2 separate regions of the Danio rerio genome follow, and region 2 is linked to region 1. Evidence: chromatin contacts called from public Hi-C data. All regions are on one chromosome and are shown on one strand. The core of a region is the stretch at or near the end of the contact, and the rest is flanking DNA. Distances in the headings are between cores, read along the strand shown. Region 1 holds the start of dipk2aa (divergent protein kinase domain 2Aa). Region 2 holds the start of fubp1 (far upstream element (FUSE) binding protein 1).

Region 1 (7,066 bases), core at 4,440-6,939:
TAAAAGAATCAAGCAGCTTTAAAAATATAATTTGCTGAAGAGAAATGACAGGGAAAAAAAGATTGAACATATCGGGACTGTCAAAAGAACATTCCTCTTTGATATATTCTTTCGACTCCGACACATCAGCTAAGATTATGAACGACGGAGTGTCCTCAACTGCTTCAGTGGCGTGTCCCGCTGGTTATAAACGAGGAGGCGGAGAGAATGCGCTGCTTAGTTTTGGCTCGATATATTTAAATAAAAACTAACAACAAGCTGCTTATAACTTATTAGTTTATGACAATAATCACACTTAGCTTTGCCATTGTTCTTCACATATAGCCACTCAACACATCTTGCGGTCCATCTTTAATGTTTAGATTATTGAAGGTGCTATTGACGTTTTGAGAAAAAAATTAATAGTACTGAAACTAAATTATTAAAAATAAACTTGCGGGACTTCATTTATGTCCTGCGGCAACATTACTTTTATTACACTTTAAGTGATCTGCTTGAGGTAGGTCACGTTTATCAATGGTAAGTTTTAGCCTAAGTTTACATCAATAACATAATGTGCATTGTCCTTTACCATACAAAAAAACATTATTATACACCAGTTGCCTGTAGCCTATAAAAAGGCCGCAAATATTTTTAAATGCATTAAAAGGCAAGCACATATCTTAGCCGTTTGTTCACACTCTGCCTGTATTAACATAAATGCTGTATTTTAATATAGCCAATTTTGATTAATTAGCTTTAACTGACAGCCTTTTTCTTCTTTTTCCGCGGTTATGCGGCATTATATTTCACACGCATATGCAAGGTGACTGAATATGAAAATAAATTACAAAACATACTGAGCCATTAAGTAAAAAAACAAAACAAAACAACAGTTATACTTTAAAGCAGAACATTGACGTTTTGAAACAAAAAAACGGAACTGAAACTAAATTATTAAAAATAAACCTGCCAGACTGAATTTATGTAATATTTTCATTATTCATTTATTTTCATTATTCGTTTATTATAATGTACTATAATTGAAACATAAAATGAGATCGTAAATATAATCAACAACGAAAATGTAAATAAAAACGTAAATTAAAAATATAAATGAACATGTCTAGTCTTAGTTCTATCAAAATAGCAAACACTACATCTCTCTATATTTAGACTAAAAGACTGCTTTATTTATTTATTTATTTATTTATTTAAGACTAATTATTTGTACTGAATGTTTGTGCTTTCATTTTAGTTGTCTTTCATTTCTTCAATTCTATTTTCCAAAACGAATCCTCTTTGCACTTAATAAGTTTACAATAAACCAGGTAAAAAAAAAATTAAATGTAAGTTGAGGTGATCGCAAGTTCACAACTGTGAGGTGATGTGCTCTACCGGCAGGATAATCTATATTATTTTGCTGTTTTTCATATGCGCACGTTTAAGATTTGAGATTATAACATTGCCATGATAGTCAAAGAAATCAAAACATTATTTTCACCCCAACGCAATTTAATCGGGCACTGAAGGCTAATAACTTAATTCTTATATTTGCTTTTTGACTTCTCACCATGTATCTTTTCTACAGCATAGTATAGTGTAAGAGCATGTCTATTACCAGAAAAACTAAATTAAAATTATATTTTAATTGAACACATCACATCACATACAGTAAGCTACGCCTACAGAACAGTCTGTTTAGCATTGTGAAAAGGCAAAGCTGAATATCTGTGGTTAATGTGCCACCCAGCGGTCAAATGCTGCTGGCGCATCAAGTACCGCCGTCGCCGCGGCATGAATGGCGGTACAAGGAACACATTGAAGTAGTAACATCTGTACACTGTATTTAAATGATGATGATGGTCCAGGATCAACAATAGTGAATTTACACTGTATTTAAACGATGATGGTTTAGGATCAACATTAGTGAATTTACACTGTATTTAAATGATGATGATGGTCCAGGATCAACAATAGTGTATTTTCTTTCTTTCTTTCTTTCTTTCTTTCTTTCTTTCTTTCTTTCTTTCTTTCTTTCTTTCTTTCTTTCTTTCTTTCTTTCTTTCTTTCTTTCTTTCTCTTTCTTTCTTTCTTTTATTTAAATGATGATGATGATGATGATGGTCCAGGATCAACAATAGTGAATTTACGCTGTATTTAAATGATGATGGTCCAGGATCAACATTGAATTTAAAATGGTTTAAAGAAAATTAAAAACAGCATTTATTCTAGCCAAAATAAAACAAATAATACTTTCTTTAGAAGAAAAAAAATATCATAGGAAATACAGTGAAAAAACAATTGCTCTGTTAATCATCATTTGGGAAATATATTTGAAAAATAAAATAAAATAAATCACAGGAGGGCTAATCATTTTGACTTCAACTTTGCGTTTTTTTTTTTTTTTTGTCTTCAAACAGCCTAAAAATCTGTTAAGATGCAGATGGTCTACAAATAAAACATTGGATCAGCTACTTAACAGTCAAAGTCATCCAGGATAATGAGTTTAAGCTCTGTGAGTGTGTATGTGTGTGTGAGGTGACTGTGTGTGTCCCCCCTGGTTGTTCATATGAGTGGTTTGTCTTTTCTGTCGACAAATTATCTCTGTTCGCTAGTGGTGAATGAAATTTGACTGCAGACGGCATGGATCTTCTCCCTCCTCTGGCTCTCTTAATGGCCCCGGTAATGGGATGATATTCTTATCATTCTTGTCTCTGCTCATCTGGAACATCAGGCTAATGACACTGATTGGGTCGTGGCCATAGAGACTCAGCAAATGGCCTCGAGAACTTAGTTAGAGCTCAGTCAGAGATAATGTCCTTTAAGATTACTGTGTAAAGTTTTAAATCGTGAGATTTAGGCAGGTGTATCTTTCACAATGGCATTATCTTCAGCAATTTTTTATAAAATATTGAATAAAATATTATATACTGTCATCATGGCAAAGATAAAATCTATCAGTTATTAGAAATTAGTTAGTGAAGGGGTGTTACTGTATACAATTTGAGAAAAATAATTAAGATACTAAATGCCAAGATAAATTAAGATAATTCATTAATTAAGAATATTAACTTGCCAGTTGATGGTATAAATATATGTATCTATGGAACTAGTTGTAGAATCACGATTGATAAAAGAAATAATATTTTATATTTTACATGACACAGTTAGACAAAGTTAAACTATTTTAATTTTTTACCAGATGTATTTTTTTTGTTTCCTCAAACTTGAAATGCAGTAAAACAAGTCTCCTAATTTATCTAATAATAATAATAATAATAATAATAATAATAATAATAGTAATATAAAAAAATAATAGTTACAATAATAATAATAATAATAATAATAATAATAATAATAAAAATAATAATAATAATGTGATAATATTATTTAACAATGATTATTAAACAATGATATAAAAATAATAATAACATAGTAATAATAATAATTAATATTATTATTACTGTGTTATTATTATTTTAAAATCATTGTTATTATTATTATTTAGAAAGATGATGAGTAGGCGGTTCATTCCAATGTGGCGACCCGAGATTAATAAAGTCTAAAGACTAAGACAAAGAAAATAAAATTAAATGAAGATCTGAGTCTTGCAACTGGTGTCTCAGTTATACATAATAATAATAATAATAATTATTATTATTATTATTATTATTATTATTATAATTATAGTTATTATTATTTTTATTATTACTATTTATTATTATTATTATTATTATTATTATCATTTTATTATTATTTTTATTATTTAGAAAGATCTGAGTCTTGCAATTGGTGTCTCAGTTATACTTATAATAAGAATAATACTAAAACAATAATAACAACAACAAATATAATAATGATAATAATTAGAATTATTATTATCATTATTATTATTTCAATATTATTGTGACGATTGTTGTTGTTGTTATTATTATTATTATTATTATTATTATTATTATTATTATTATTATCATTTTAATATTATAGTTATTATTATTTAGAAAGATCTGAGTCTTGCAACTGGTGTCACGGTAACACATAACATCAATTATTATTATTATTATTATTATTATTATTATTATTATTGTGTTGTTGTTGTTGTGCATTTGTTCATTCATTCATTCATTCATTTTTATTTATTTATTTTTTTTTTACAATCTAGTCCTTTATTAATTTTGGGTCTTTCCCAGAGATGGGTGCGGCTGGAAGGGCATCCGCTGCGTAAAAACTTGCTGGATAAGTTGGCGGTTCATTCCGCTGTGGCGACCCCAGATTAATAAAGGGACTAAGCCGACAAGAAAATGAATGAATGAATAATCCACATGTCCACACAGAATCCACGTGAATGTACCACGTGTCTTTGGACTGTGGGGGAAACCGGAGCACCCAGGGGAAACCCACACGAACGCAGGGAGAACATGCAAACTCCACACAGAAACGCCAACTGACCCAGCCGAGGCTACTCCGCCACCGCGTCACCTATTATTACTGTTGTTGTTGTTGTTGTTATTTTAATATTATTGATATTATTATTAATTAGAAAAATCTGAGTCTTGCAACTGGTGTCAGTTATACATAACATTAATGATGATGATGATTATTATTATTATTATTAATCTTATTATTATTATTATTATTTAGAAAGATTTGAGTCTGGCAAAAGATGTCATAAGTACTTATAAATAATAATAATAATAATAATTATCATCATCCTATACATACATACATACATACATACATACATACATACATACATACATACATACATACATACATACATAAAATAAATAGGAAAAATCTAGTTCTGTAAAAAGATTCCACACAAAATTATCATTTATTTTAATCCATTTAAATGATCATTTCGTTTTAGAGACTCCATGTACATCAACTTATTGGTAAAATGAAGTCGTACCACTAGATGTCGCCAGAGTATTATTATTATTATTTTGTGACGAGAAGCGATTCGTGGGTTTAGATTTTCATTTCATCATTTCCAAAGACGACAAAAATGCTATTTAAGACGATTTTCCTCCGTCAGCATTACACTTTAATTAAGTCTCACATGAGGTTACCTAAAACCACATTTTTATACATTATATAAATTATTCTAGCCATATTTTTTATATATTTACCAAGAGTCAACACATAAATGGTGAAAATAATGCAAAAATATGATGGAATATTAGTAAATTATGTAACTTGTTTGATTTCTTCGTGTGGACACGTTAGTAAATGCACCAGTCCCTCACAGGAACTTAAAATAACTGAATGGGAAAAGCGTCAGACTAACAGGAGAGCAAGCTCGTGTAACTTCAACCTAAACTGTATGAAAGTGAGAATACGTGAGTTCAGCTGAATGGATACTCACTGGTTTTTTCATTCACCTATAAAGAGTGGTCAAAAGCAGCAGCTGCACTCTCATTATATGCCTTCTTCAGCTTTTATCCTGTTGGCTACTAGACCTTTAGGATGCACGTACTTCACGAGGACACGAGCAGAGACGCTCTAGGGATCGGGGGTGGAGTTACAACACGATCACCTAGTAACCAGTAACGTAAACTGACCAGAAGGGTCGTAAATACGAAACCCGATCCGCGAAGTCGGGTCTTTTGTGCAGCTGTTTCAAGGCTCGCAGACTGAACTTGTCTCGAAATTGAGAAGAAAACACTTGCGAATTTTAAAGGAATTAAGAAACGGGAATAGGAGTGTGCACGGACAACGCGAGAGGAAGCACCGACGCGCGCGGCTCGTAATAAAAGACAGGAGTTCATAAATAGACAACCAAAGCTTCATCGAACGAGCGGAATAACCCACTTGGTTCACTCGTTTTTTTTATTTGGTAGGTTGTGGAATTTTGCATGCAGTCATTTCATGTACTCATATTCACATTTCATGTGTTTTCTCATTTGATTGAACTTCTATAAACTTCTGGATTGAGTAACTTTGGTTAGGTTTTGTACGCTGGTAAGCAAAACTTTTCCATTTTGCAATTTTGTATCTGCTCAGTCATGTTAATTATTATTATTAGGATTATTATTAGCATTTATCTATGACGTATTGTTCCTGTTGATATACAGCGGTGCTGATAAACAATAAACACACGTCGCTTCGTGTTAATGTGACACGCACGTTTGTCATTCTGCCTTACATTAATACCGCAACTGCGCTAACAAAGTCAGTCGAAGTTACTGTCTGTGCTGTTTAATCTTTCAGAAATTTCAAAACTGTCTTTATGTATGTTTAACCTGCTATTCTGCTAGTCCTGTGTCTTTAGCTATATAGTTCACACAATTGAAGCATGCGCGTCGCTGATTGACGTGGCGAGTTGATCATCGGTCAGAGTTTGAGCGGTCATCTGGTGATAACTTTGAGTTTAAAGCACAAAACATTATAACATTACTTTTTTTGTGGATATAATTAATGTTGTATGTGATCAAAAAATAAACTTAAAGTTTAGGTTGTTTTTGTTTACGTTCTACAGGCGTCTACATTGACTATCATGGCAATGTTTACAAAGTATAAACATTTACTTTGATGTAAAGTTGGTTTTATGTTCCCACATTCGGACTTTCTTCTTAATAAAAATCATGTCAGAAAATATTATTTACAAACTCAAAATAGTGAATTCATATTAGCAGCCAATGACAGTCAAAGTACAGCATTGTTCACTGAATTAAATAGTGTTAATGTTGTTTTGAAGTTACTTAAATCCGATTTCAGACCGAATATTCAAAGTTACCGTGGTAAAAATATATACGTTAAGGAGCATGTTACAAGTTATCACTCAACGAATGTGCAAATAAAGCGAACTTTGCCTTATTTTTTATTATTATTAATACAAATTTAGTGTAAGGTTTTATTATTATTACTACAACAAATTATTTCTACATTTTGTATTGTTATAACTTAAAGTGAAGGGTCAGAAGTAAACTAGAAACCTTTAAAAAGCTAGTCTGAAGGATTTTCATATAATGTTACCGTAACTTTGCAGTAGCAGTGATAGTATTTCAGCAGTTACTGAATGAGGTAAAGCTGATTTTATATTCACACATTCTGACATTCTCCTTAATATTAATGTTATAAT
Region 2 (6,721 bases), core at 2,872-5,371, 390 kb after region 1:
TGTAGAATCTACACCCTGCCTAAAAATCTAGCTTAAACCAGCCTAGGCTGGTTGGCTGGTTTTAGCTGGTCGATCAGCCTGGTTTTAGAGGGGTTTTGGCCACTTCCAGGCTGGTTTCCAGCCATTTCCAGCCTGGTCTTAGCTGGTCAGGCTGGGAGATGACCATCTATCTACAAGCTGGGCTTCCAGCTAACTCTATCAAGCCTCTTCAACTGCTCCAGAATGCAGCAGCACGAGTTGTCTTCAATGAACCTAAACGAGCACATGTCACTCCGCTGCTAGTCCGTTTGCACTGGCTGCCAGTTGCTGCTCGCATCAAATTCAAAGCTCTGATGTTTGCCTACAAAGTGACTTCTGGCCTAGCTCCTTCTTATCTGCTCTCACTTCTGCAGATCTATGTGCCCTCCAGAAACTTGCGTTCTTTGAATGAACGTCGCCTCGTGGTTCCATCCCAAAGAGGGAAGAAATCACTTTCGCGAACGCTCACGTTCAATCTGCCCAGTTGGTGGAATGAACTCCCTAACATCCCTGCATCAGAACAGCAGAGTCACTCGCTACTTTCAAGAAACGACTAAAAACTCAACTATTTAGTCTCCACTTCACTTCCTAATCTGCAATTGCCTCTTTGAATATCACACTAACTGTACAAAAAAAAAAAAAACTAATACTACTAATACTTCCCTTCTTAGACTTTACAGACCTGAAACTTGCCTTTAGTACTTATTCATTGTTGCTCTTAGTTGTGTAAATTGCTTCCTTGTCCTCATTTGTAAGTCGCTTTGGATAAAAGCGTCTGCTAAATGACTAAAAGTAAATGTAAATGTATAAGAAGGTGTGTTTGAATTAGAGTTTGAAAAGAGTTTTGAACTCAGCGTTGAAGGCAATGTGTTAATTAAATACCTCATTGCTTCAACTTAAATAGAGTAAGTTCACAGTACTCATATAGATTTTTTTTTTTACTTAAATGGTTGGTAGCAATCAGTTTGCTCAAATGGTTTGAGTTGCCTTAACTTATTGGCTTTAACAGTACTCAGTTGGTTTGAGTTCTCTTATTATGTTTTACAGTACTCAGTTGGTTTGAGTTCTCTTCATTTATTGGGCTTTGCTGAGCTCAAATTGCTTAATTTACTCAAATGGATTAAGCTAACAGTACTCATTAGTATTAGTTTTTGGACTTAAATGGTTTGTTGCAATGGATTCACTCATTCATTCATTCATTTTCTTGTCAGCTTAGTCCCTTTATTAATCTGGGGTCGCCACAGCGGAATGAACCGCCAACTTATCCAACAAGTTTTTACGAAGCAGATGCCCTTCCAGCCACAACCCATCTCTGGGAAACATCCACACACACATTCACACACACAATCATACACTACGGACAATTTAGCCTACCCAATTCACTTGTACCACATGTCTTTGGACTGTGGGGGAAACCGGAGCACCCAGAGGAAACCCACGCGAAGGGAGGGAGAATATGCAAACTCCACACAGAAACGCCAACTGAGCCGAGGTTCGAACCAGCGACCCAGCGACCTTCTTGCTGTGAGGCGACAGCACTACCTATTGTGCCACTGCCTCGCCGCAATGGGTTTCCTCAAATGGCAAAACATTTTGGGTTTTACAGTGTACAGTAAGTTTGACAATGCAACTTCAAAATACAGTAACTGTCCAGTACAGTAAAATACGGTTCATAGTATAGTTAAATACTGTGAAATTTACAAAAACGTTAACAGTGTACTTTTACAATAAGTATACGATGAAGGGTTCACGTTTAAATTTACAGAAACTATCTTCAATTCACAGAAGGAAGCATAAAAAATGTGTCACCTCAAAGTTCACATCCGTGCAGCAGGTCCAAAATACAGACGGTCCCATGATCTTAAATTCGGGTTCACCTCGTTCATTCTCAACTGTGAATTTGGGTAAGAGAATGTGCCAGTTTTGACGAACGTAACCAATGGGAGTTCCTGGTGGAGACTGAACCTCCAGCTGAAATATACATACACCATGTCATATACAGCACAGCATAAGAGCTAATAAAGTGATAACAGGCATACCTCATGGCTGCTGCAGCGGGTGCAAACAGACGGGTGCACCAGTCTGATGACCTCACGGTTTAAGTTGTCAGTAACATTCATAACGAAGAAACGTTCAGCGTATTGGCTGCCACAGCAGTCATCGGCCTCTGTGACACTAAAGACTTTGTTCCCACTGTCATCCTTCACTGAATAACTGCGGTTAGGCTGCACTTCACAGCAAACTTAAAGACATTTAAAAATGTTAAACCTATTAAGGGTAGAATATGTTGATCATGATTATCTTGATATTTTATTCAAGAACAAATACCTTCAATACATTCAGGATGGTCTCTGAAGACAAACAACCGCTCAATCTAAATAATAATACAATTTAAGAAAACAACACTAATCCGAAATTAATGCAACTTACTTAGAGACAGTAATGGTGAACATTACACTTAGAAAAAAAACATCTCTTATCTGACCCTGGTCAAGCCTTCCAGCTGAGAAGGATAGTGATATGGATTTGGGGAAGACAGCATTGCGGTGACCTCTAATGGAGACAGACATGTTTCTGGCAACATTACACAATGAATATTTCTTCCCTCTTACACACCTTCATGTCAACACTTTAAACTTCTAATACACATTTCTAACACACCTTTTCATGCTGATAGATATCACCCTGGACCTCAAAATCAGTTGTGTCAATTTTATTATGGAAATTAGGATTGATATAACCTTTAAGATTTATAATTGTGGATAGCAAAATATTTGGTGGAGATAAAACTATTTGAAAATCTGAGGGTTCAAAATTAAGCGATAAAATTGCCTTTAAATTTGTTTGAATTTAGTGGTTAGCAATGCAAATTACTAACAAAAGTCTATACGCATATAGGAAGGTTCTTTTAAACTATATTATTTCTGTATTAAATATTTAAAAACACTTTATACAAAAATGATAAAGTACACTTATTTTTTTATTAAGATAATCTACAGATTTGTTTAGTAAAACAAAACAGCTTACCTGACGAATCCATATCAATGATCTGGAAAAAACAAAAAACAAATAGCAAACAAACAACCAAACAAATGACAGGAATTGGACATAAAAAACAGGAAATCTTTTTTTTACATATGTATTTATAGATCATTAATGGTAAAAAAAATCATAATAAATTCACAATTTAACATGATTTAAAATTACATGGTTTAAAGATTACACTTTACGTACCAGTGAGAGACTGCGGCAGTGGCACTGATGAATACAGAAGTGTTTTTCTCACCGATCTGAACCACCACCACCCCCACCTGAAGTTTGTGGTTAAGCAATTGACCCACTTTTTAGTTGGACTACTCATGGTTAACAAATATAAATGAGTTTTGGTGATCAGTTAAAACTATTTCTTCAACACTATTACTGCCTATTATTATTATTGTTGTTGTTGTTTTTATTTTTTGAAGTGTATATGTTTTGCTCATAGCCTAAGCATTTCAACCACTAAATTCCCACTTCCTAAATGACGAATAACCGTTTTTTTAAAACAGTGCCACAAAATAGCATTAGATGATTAGGTTCTGCTGTTTGTTGAAACAAACAAACAAATTACCATGTTTGATTAGATTTGGTGCTTTTATAATAAACAATAAATTATATTTTTTACATGTAACAGGGAATTACATAAAAAAACACTATGCTGTGTGTGTTGTGTTGTGTTGTGTTGAGTTGTTGTATCTGCACTGTAAATCCCAAAAAGTTAAGGTAACTCATAAAACATTTTGCTGGAATAGTTTGCAGTTCATTACGCTGTGGTGACCCCTGATAAATAAGGGACAACCCCAAAGGAAAACGAATGAATGAATTTGAAAACAACACTTTTTCTGATTAAAGATAAACTCTAATTGTGCGAACATAACACCAAATTCACCACATACGGACGCACATTTAATGTTTATTTAATCAAAATGATAAAGACAGCTTTGTCAAATATGCTATTTTAGTGTGGTTTACAAAAAAAGATGTGCAATTCGAAGGAAGGACTTTTATTTGATTTCTGCCGACCGGAAGTGGGAGTATGATCAAGGCCGCTGCAGTCAGCCCCCTTTTCCTCATTCTCGCACGTAACAGCCATCTTCCTTCAGCTCGAGAAGACTGTTCGTGCAGACATGGCCGACTACTCTAACGTGGCTCCGCCGTCTTCGAACGCCGGTGGAGGGATGAACGACGCATTTAAAGATGCTCTTCAGAGGGCCAGACAGGTGAGTTCTTCAAAAGAGTCCGAATAACGTTAGTTCTTATTTTCGCGTTTGGTTATTCAAAACGAAAGTGTAGCTTAACTCGTTAGCTGACGTGCTAATTTGCGGCCTCGTTGCAACAAAGAGCTTTCGGTAGTGCGCGTTTTCTGTTTTTATTTACCCTCGTATTTGTTTTGAGTTTAGCTGAAGTACATGGTCGTTTTGCAAGTAATAAGATTATTTAGTACACCTTAATATAATATTAAGAGTAAACGGTTAGTTATAACTTCTAAATATTAGTTGTTTACGCGAACCGTGGCTGTTAACGTTACGCACAAACATGTACTCGGAAACAAAGTCGAGACGCTTGCGTTAGGCTTCAAAATATGTGATAAGTGTTTTGGTGTGCTATGTATATGTTTTTATTTGTTTAATTTTATTCTGTTATATGAATTAAGCCTAATTCCTTTTTTATTGTTGGAGGGGATTTGGGTGTACGAGTGTTACCTAACGTTAGTTTTGTGTAGAATCAATAAAGATTCATTGTCCAGTTATATTAAAGAGGTTTGATTGTTTTATTTGACGAAATTTAAGAATGATACATAAAGTTTGTTAAGACGTTTCTAAAACCGTCGAAGATAAAACACACAACAACCCACTGTTTTCCATTGTGGTTCTTGATATTAAAAATAGACGAGGGCATCTTAAATGGAGTGCGAACATTTTTTTTTTCTAAAAGGATATGTCCCGGTATAAGATTCTAACGATATGATAACCTTGGATAAACATATCACGGTGTTGTGATACAACACTAAAATATATTCCTTTTTAAATCTCTGGATTAAAAAAAATATATACTTTTTTCCCCACTTTGAAAACAATATTTTTTTTGACAGATTTGTAATATTTTGGATCAGTAAACATGTATGGCTAAATAATTTAAATGAATCATTGACATCTGCCATTTTCATTAGTTTCAAAAACACAGATTAATTTACAATTTAAAATGTCATCATTGGATGTATATGATACTGTTGTCCTAAAAAGCAAAAAAAAAAAAGTTAAATTTAAAAAAAATCTTACTCGTACTTTAGGAACGGCATTACAGGAAGTTTTAAAACCTTCACTTTTCCAAACCGCTGTATACCTTGAAAACTGTTATTGTCCCATGCCTATAGTCCCTATTATTAGTCCATGTAGAATGACCGTGTATCTCTCTTACTAAAACATAATCAAACCGATACTTTGCTACAATCTTCTTGTAAGGCCTAAATGTAGTGACTAATCTAAAAAATAAATGACCCCTTTTCAACTTTAGAATTTTTTTTTGCTATAATAAACATGTAAATGTGTAAGTGGAGGTATGTTAAAAAAAATTCTTCAACTTATTGTGCGCCATTTGCAATTTATTATTTTTAAACTATTGCTATACGTAAAGGCTGCAGCGTAGTCAAATTGTTGTGATCACATTAGGGATGTGCCGGTATAGGATTGTAACAGTAAGATAACCTTGAATTAAAATATTACAGTTTGACAGTATTGTGATTACTGCTCTAGAATATTTTCTTTTTAAATGTCTGCGTATAAAACTAAAAATAACTTTTTGTTTGATTTGAACGCAATGATTATGTCCGAAATCACATACTTCCATTCTATATAGTATGCGAGCCAAGTAGTAATACGATATCCCATGATACCATACATGAACCAGATATTTTTGGCGTTTTTTTCCGAACTGCAATATACCTTGAAAACAGTTATAGTCTTATGCCTAGATCTCATTTTCTAAAACTCGTTTTAACTCTGTAATTCATAATGTTGTTGTTTTTTTATAGATCGCTGCAAAAATAGGAGGTGATGGGGTACCGCCCTCTCCAGTTTCCAATGACTTTGGTTATGGAGGACAGAAGAGGCCCCTTGAAGATGGAGGTAAGTTCATGGAAATAATGTTGTTGGATGATGGATTAAATGATTAACTAAATTATTTGTTAGTAAAATAATCTTTAAAATTTAAGTGTCTAATGTGACTAGGCAGGTTACACATTTCAAAGTTAGCATATTTATGGAGTATGATAATGATAAATGGGATTTAATGTTCAAAAGCAAGCAGATTTATTAGTAAACGCATGCTTATGCATCCTTCCAAATGTTCTGTGCAAAAATGAAAATGTACTCACTTGAATGCTTATTTTTCTACAAATACACGCACGTAATTATTATTCATTGTGCCCAATTTGTATAAAGTTACTATTATTTAATTATTTTATTTTTTTCTAATTTCACTTTTAACTCATGCTTATTCCTTTTGACTGATTGCGTTTTTGTTTTTAATCTCACATTTCAAATTCTGTTAATAATACAATTATACACAAACATAGTAAAATGACAAGGGTCTACAGGATGGACTTCTTTTTTTTGCGACTATAATATTTTGTTATAAATAATTTTTTTCTTTTACAGATCAACCA

The links. A called contact is a pair of places that touch in the nucleus more often than the background predicts.
Region 2: a Hi-C map of hematopoietic stem cells shows a contact between it and region 1, with 4 times the contacts expected there. The contact joins the promoter of fubp1 here to the promoter of dipk2aa in region 1. A contact is called at or near these places in 2 of 18 Hi-C or Micro-C datasets (caudal fin and hematopoietic stem cells) and 2 of 4 datasets of contacts at active chromatin or transcription factors (caudal fin and embryo).

Annotation. Positions count from the first base shown.
Region 1 is chr2:8,596,865-8,603,930 of GRCz12tu, forward strand. It overlaps dipk2aa (divergent protein kinase domain 2Aa), which reads left to right and starts at 5,690. Exons shown (of 4, transcript NM_001007436.1): 1 at 5,690-5,821.
Region 2 is chr2:8,988,162-8,994,882 of GRCz12tu, forward strand. It overlaps fubp1 (far upstream element (FUSE) binding protein 1), which reads left to right and starts at 4,122. Exons shown (of 19, transcript NM_213144.2): 1 at 4,122-4,277; 2 at 6,089-6,182; 3 at 6,714-6,721. The coding sequence starts at 4,185. si:ch211-71m22.3 reads right to left here and starts at 3,269. Exons shown (of 7, transcript NM_001128386.1): 1 at 3,046-3,269; 2 at 2,449-2,571; 3 at 2,347-2,369; 4 at 2,058-2,260; 5 at 1,828-1,989. The coding sequence starts at 2,471.